Regions from separate parts of the Mus musculus genome. Here region 1 is linked to region 2. Evidence: chromatin contacts called from public promoter capture Hi-C data. All regions are on one chromosome and are shown on one strand. Each heading gives the region's core, a stretch centred on a gene start, on an enhancer-like site or on the middle of the called end of the contact. The rest is flanking DNA. Distances are from core to core; before and after follow the strand shown. Region 1 overlaps Zfp609 (zinc finger protein 609). Region 2 holds the start of Pclaf (PCNA clamp associated factor).

Region 1 (2,700 bases), core at 167-2,666, 130 kb before region 2:
CTACTAGTCTCTTTAAAGGAGGTACGAATCTACTACTAAAAGAACTGATAATAAATACCTGCTTTTAAATCTCTAAAAGGAGGCTGAAGAGACTGTCAACCATTAAGAGAAATCACTGGTTGCTATCCCAGGACCTGGGTTTGATTTCCAGTACCCACATTGGGATTCACAACCATCTGCAGGCACAGTCCCAGGAGATCCAATGTCCTTTTCTGGCCTGGTACTACCTACATGTATGTGGTACACAGACAAACATGTGGGTAAAAACCTATATGCATAAAATAAAAATTAAAGTACTAGGCGTTTAAAATACTTATTTAAAATGTATTGTTTATAAATACTTCTTCTGGGGCTGGAGGGATGGTTCAATGGCTACGAGCACTGGTTGCTCTTGAAAAGGACCCAGGTTTGATTCCCAGCACCTTCCTCCCATTACTTTAGTTTCAGGATGCACATGATACAGAGACATACACTCATACATGAAATAAATGTCTAACAGTAAATATATATCTATAAAAAGTTTCTCACAACTCTTTTTAATCCGCTCCTTTCCAATCCTCTACTTCTTATGAATATGCAGCAGAAGCTAACACACGCTTCTGAGAATTCTGATTTTTCACCCTGAGTCAAATTTCCCAAAGCTTAGCACTGAAGCCTTCTGTTCTATCAGCTGCGCCAGGCTCCCTGCCTCTCAGTGTGGTCGAGGGAATACCCAAACCTGCAAGCTGATCCGAGCCTCCAGCAGAATGGGTTCCACACACCTGAGTTCTATACTCTGTGGTCTAACCTCTCTCCACCAGCTCTAGAAAAGCAGTTCACACTCAGTGGGCTGCAGTCAGGTTGGCTCAGGTAAAGCCAGGAAGCCCTGTCCTCCAACTCTCCTCACTAGCAGCTGAAGAGCTTCCCTTTTAACCCTTTCTTCATTTCCTTTCAGATATGTTTCCTTTACTCACATTTAATTGTAAGCTGTGAATCAATTACATCATTCTTTCTACTAAACTATGTTCATGAACTAGACTTTCAAGACATAGCCAGAAGCCACGTGTGTTGGTTCACACTTTCACATTTGTAATTCCAGCACCTGGGAGGTAGAGGCAGAAAGCTTTCATTACATAAGGAGTTTGACGCTGTAGCCTGGGCACTGTGAGAAACTCAAAAGAGAATAGAGACATTGGGCAGTGGTGTCGTACACCTTTCATCCCAGCACTTAGGAGACAGAGGCAGGCAGATGTCTAAGTGTGAGGCCAGCTGGGTCTACAGAGAGAGTTCTGGACTACACAGAGAAACTCTGTCTTAGAAGCAAGCAAACAAAGCACGTATTCTAAGTGGTGGTCAAGTTTCCTCACTGGCACACTATGCCCAGCAGGTGCTGGAACGAGCAGCAGCTGAGCAGTTGCGGACACGTGGGGCAGGCCAGGTCTCCTTTGAAATCGATTCTAAGCCAAGGACGATAAACATTGCATATGTGGACTATGAAGACACTATGTCAACAGCATGAACTCCGAAGTGCTGTGGGAAAAACCTAAGGCTTTTGTGGCTGCTGGGATAGCTTGCCAGTACACTTCCCCACGTGCATCCCTTCATGAGACAGTTCCTTCATCTACCTGGTGTGAAACTGGGACAAGTCCTGCACAAACCACCTAGGAAGGACTGAGAAGCCGGGAGGATCTTCTGGTGGCATCTGGTTGTTGCTCACTCATGTTGGGCTATGATGAATTACACACCACCTTTTATTTACAAGAGGAAAATGGCTTGATGAAAACAACTGCGGTCTTGCAGCAGAGGGACAGTGAGGCGCAGTGCACAAAACCAAGATCAATGGCTTTGCAGGTCTGCTGTGGAGACAGCTGTGTTCTGCTTCTTCAGTGCACACATTAACTGTTTCCACCTAAGATACCTACAGTGTCCTTTGAGTCACTGCCATCAATTTAGAATTAAAACAGTTGCAATAAATACGTACATACCAAAAACCCAAAAAAAGAACGAAAGGGGGTGAGAGGGAGAGGGAATGGGAGGTAGAGCAAGACAGCTAGAATTTGTCTCTTAATAGTCAGCTGTCCTGTCATCATGGTCATCTACTTAGAATATATTACTAGGACAAGATGGGAGGTGGAGATGAGCTGCTCTGGAACTCAAAGACCACACACACACACACACACATACACACACACACACACAAATGCGTGTGCACACCCCCCCCACACCAGACAAATCACATAAAACTGCCTTTTATTTCCAGTAATGTAGAAAAATCTAAATTTACTGACCTCAACTTCTCCCTTATAACAATGGCCCAACAACTTAAGGAGACCAGGGAAGCAGTAGCTCAACATGCAATATACAAGTGACTTTTATAATTATCTCGAGGTAATGGGTCACACAAGCAGCTTCTCTCACCAAAGCACATCTCTTCTTGGTGTCAGTAGAGCAATCAATCATTATGAGAACATACATTTGCTTCCTGTACTAGTTTGGAATTGTCTTCATAACTCTTTAAAACGTAGGTTGCTACTCTCTTCTTTAGATAATTAGATACCACAAGTAAGCTCATCTCTTACTTTGTATAGTAAGTATTCTGTGTCCCTCTGGACACAGATAGACAGACAGACACAGACATGTACCCAAACATACACTACCTGCTTGTGATTGTTGGGTTTTGGCAGGTTCTGCTTTTAAATGGAAAACTCAGGTTACAGTTCA
Region 2 (2,720 bases), core at 16-2,515:
ACTGCTGAGTTACCTCTCCAGCTCCTGTTTTTTCGGTCTAGCTCTTTCCTTTCCTTCCTTCCTTTCTTTTTTTAAATAAACGATTTATTTTAATTTTATGTGTATTGGCATTTTGCCTGCCTGCATGTCTGTGTGAGGGTGCCAAGTCACTTGGAGCTTGGTTACTGCCATGAATGAACTGCCATGCTAGTGCTAGGAATTGAACTGGGTTCCTCTGAAAAAGCAGCAATACTCTCAACTACTGTGCCCCTTTTCTTTTCTTCCTTTCTATATTTTTTTCTTTTTTCTAAAATATTGTGATCTAGCCCAGACTGGCAAGGAACTCACAATTTCCCAGTCTCTCTGCCTCCTCAGGGCTGAGATTACAAGGTGCAGTAGGCCTGGCTTTAAAATCTTTAAATTGAATATACTATTAATTGTTGATTTGGTTAAGGCCCTGAATAGATTTCATTGCTGTTCAAGCATAATTCACTGCAGAAAAGTAGTTCTGTAACATGCTGAAGGGTCATCTTTTAAACAAGCATTAACAGACAGCATTCTGCAGCAAGCACATACGGTTTTGTTTCGTGCATGGCATTCAGAACAAACACAAATTCTTAGGAATATTGTAATTTGAAATATGGGTCAGACAATATGATCTCTTTTTTGCAGGGTTATCCTCACGTGGGTTGGTGCTGTGACCCTTTTACATTTGGCATTTAAAAAATTCTTTGGCCATGTTTTTTAAATTTTATTTACTTATTTTTATATGTGTATGGACAATTTGTCCTAATTTTTTGTCTCATGCGATCTGAAAACGGTTTTTAAAACACTGTAAACTAAATAAACTAAATTGAGTTTTCCTTTCTCCCGCCTCAGAAAGTTGTTTTAGAACACAGTAGGGTTCATCCTTAGGATACTAAACTTTAGTTATGATTTACATAGAAAAGTCCACTTAATTTTCACTTTCAGTGTTTAATTATCATGGATTTAACTCTGGTAACTTTTGAAGAAATTTTACAATCCCTATCTCTACTTGGTTTTATTTTGGCTAGTTCACAACCTATCTACCTCACCTCCATACTTCGTGCCCCCCTCTTCCCCCACCCAGAGTCCTAGCACCGCCTACCAGGGAGGTACAAATCACGACCACTGGGGCTGATGGACTGACTGGCCAGCAAAACCTTAAGTCTCGAGGCTGTCACTGCTGGACGCTGTCAATTGGTCCAGAGTGAAGGCGCGGAACCAATAAGAATCGAGGTTCTCAAGCGCTTGGAGCGCGCGGGAAAGAGACCCATTTAAACGGTGGCGGGAACATCATTTTCGGGTTCTTCTCTAATTGAGACATCTGCAGTTGGGGTGACGGTGAAAGTTGTCTCTTCTTGTGTGAACATGGTGCGGACCAAAGCAAACTACGTTCCAGGAGCCTACAGAAAAGGTAAATGATGCAGCGAGGTGGCAGGGGGTTCCCTAGGCAGCCTGTCCAGGGGTGGAGACGCCCATGGCTGCCTCCCATTGAGCAGCTAGAAGGCAGGCTCCCGGCCCTCACTGCTAATAAGCTGCAGAGAACAGGCAAGGTCGTTTGCTGCTGTTCATCTCCCTCCTCTTTACTGGCCTGGGACTGTTGTAGAACAAAGCTCGGGGATCCGAACCCTCCTGCCTTTTCTGAACGCCCCTATTTATCTCTCTCTGCAGCGGTGGCTTCTCAAGCCCCTAGGAAGGTGCTTGGCTCCTCCACCTTTGTCACCAATTCTTCAAGTTCGTCGAGAAAAGGTAGGAAGGGTCGTGGAAGCTTCTGAAGTAACACCCCGAGAGCATCAGGCCGGGCAAGGCAGTACTAACCTGTGTGGTCCTGACCCGCGGTGGATTTATTTTTACTTAGTTTCCTTCCTCTGGAATTTGTTTCCGTTGACATTCTCACACCTAAATTTCTTTCTCGCCCTCTAAGGGAGCCTTAGTCTTTCAGCAGGCTTGGATGGGGGTGAGGGTCCAATGGAAAATTCATGTCTTGGTGGTGAGGGGCAGTATATTTTTAAACTTTTTTTTTTCTTTTCTGAATGGTGTTTTAAAAATTGTTAACAGTTACTATTTTCTTGGAGGCTACTTAAGTGTCTCCTCATTAGATTTATGGTGATGATTGACTGTACTACCGCGTTTCCGGTTGGGGGATGTATGTGAGTGTCTGTTTGACCATGCATGCAATCTTTGGGAACTGAACCCTGGGCCTTCCTTGCCCATGTTGAACAAGTACCCTACCGCTGAGCTAACCACACTGCCCCAGATTGGTTTGCTTTTGTCTCTGCTTTTCCCTCCTCCTCTACTCCCCAGTTCTTCCCCTATCCGACCTTCCTTTTTAACTCTCTCCTCCCTTTTGTTCTCCCTCCTTCCCTCCCTTTTCCTTCTTCCAAGGTCTCATGTAGCCCAGGCTGGCCTCAACATTTTTATGTACAAAGAACACCTTTGAACTCCAGATCCTTCTGCCCTCCATCTCCCCACTGCTGGAATAACACACACACACACACACACACACGTTCTCATGTAATTCAGGGTAGCCCCAAACTTGTTACGTAGCTAAAGCTGGCCTTCAACTTCTGATCTCTCTGTCTTTAAGATCTTCAATTTAGGGGATTAGCAGGTCAAACTTGGGTTTCCAGGATTGTAGGTGAGATTCACCATTCTCCTGTTATATTTTTTAAAGGGGCAATTTTCTCTGAATTTTGATTTTACATTCCTATATTAAA

The links. Promoter capture Hi-C pulls out the DNA fragments that hold promoters and counts their contacts.
Region 1: a contact with region 2 is called in a promoter capture Hi-C map of liver, with 2.3 times the contacts expected there. The contact joins the enhancer-like site here to the promoter of Pclaf in region 2. A contact is called at or near these places in 5 of 39 promoter capture datasets (cranial neural crest, embryonic stem cells, liver and 1 more), 2 of 15 datasets of contacts at CTCF or cohesin (CD8 T cells and the NIH/3T3 cell line) and 1 of 115 datasets of contacts at active chromatin or transcription factors (the SCID.adh cell line).

What each region holds. Positions count from the first base shown.
Region 1 is chr9:65,758,780-65,761,479 of GRCm38.p6, forward strand. The region is part of intron 2 of Zfp609 (zinc finger protein 609); the gene reads right to left. Among named protein-coding and RNA genes, the nearest start is that of Zfp609, 67 kb to the right of the region's middle. Within about 2 kb of position 1,417, at least 11 of the 459 cell types and tissues checked have an H3K27ac peak or open chromatin away from gene starts, as enhancers often do. A contact at or near this core is called in liver, where this site is marked.
Region 2 is chr9:65,889,058-65,891,777 of GRCm38.p6, forward strand. It overlaps Pclaf (PCNA clamp associated factor), which reads left to right and starts at 1,266. Exons shown (of 4, transcript NM_026515.2): 1 at 1,266-1,417; 2 at 1,675-1,752. The coding sequence starts at 1,372. All of the region lies in intron 1 of Trip4 (thyroid hormone receptor interactor 4), which reads right to left.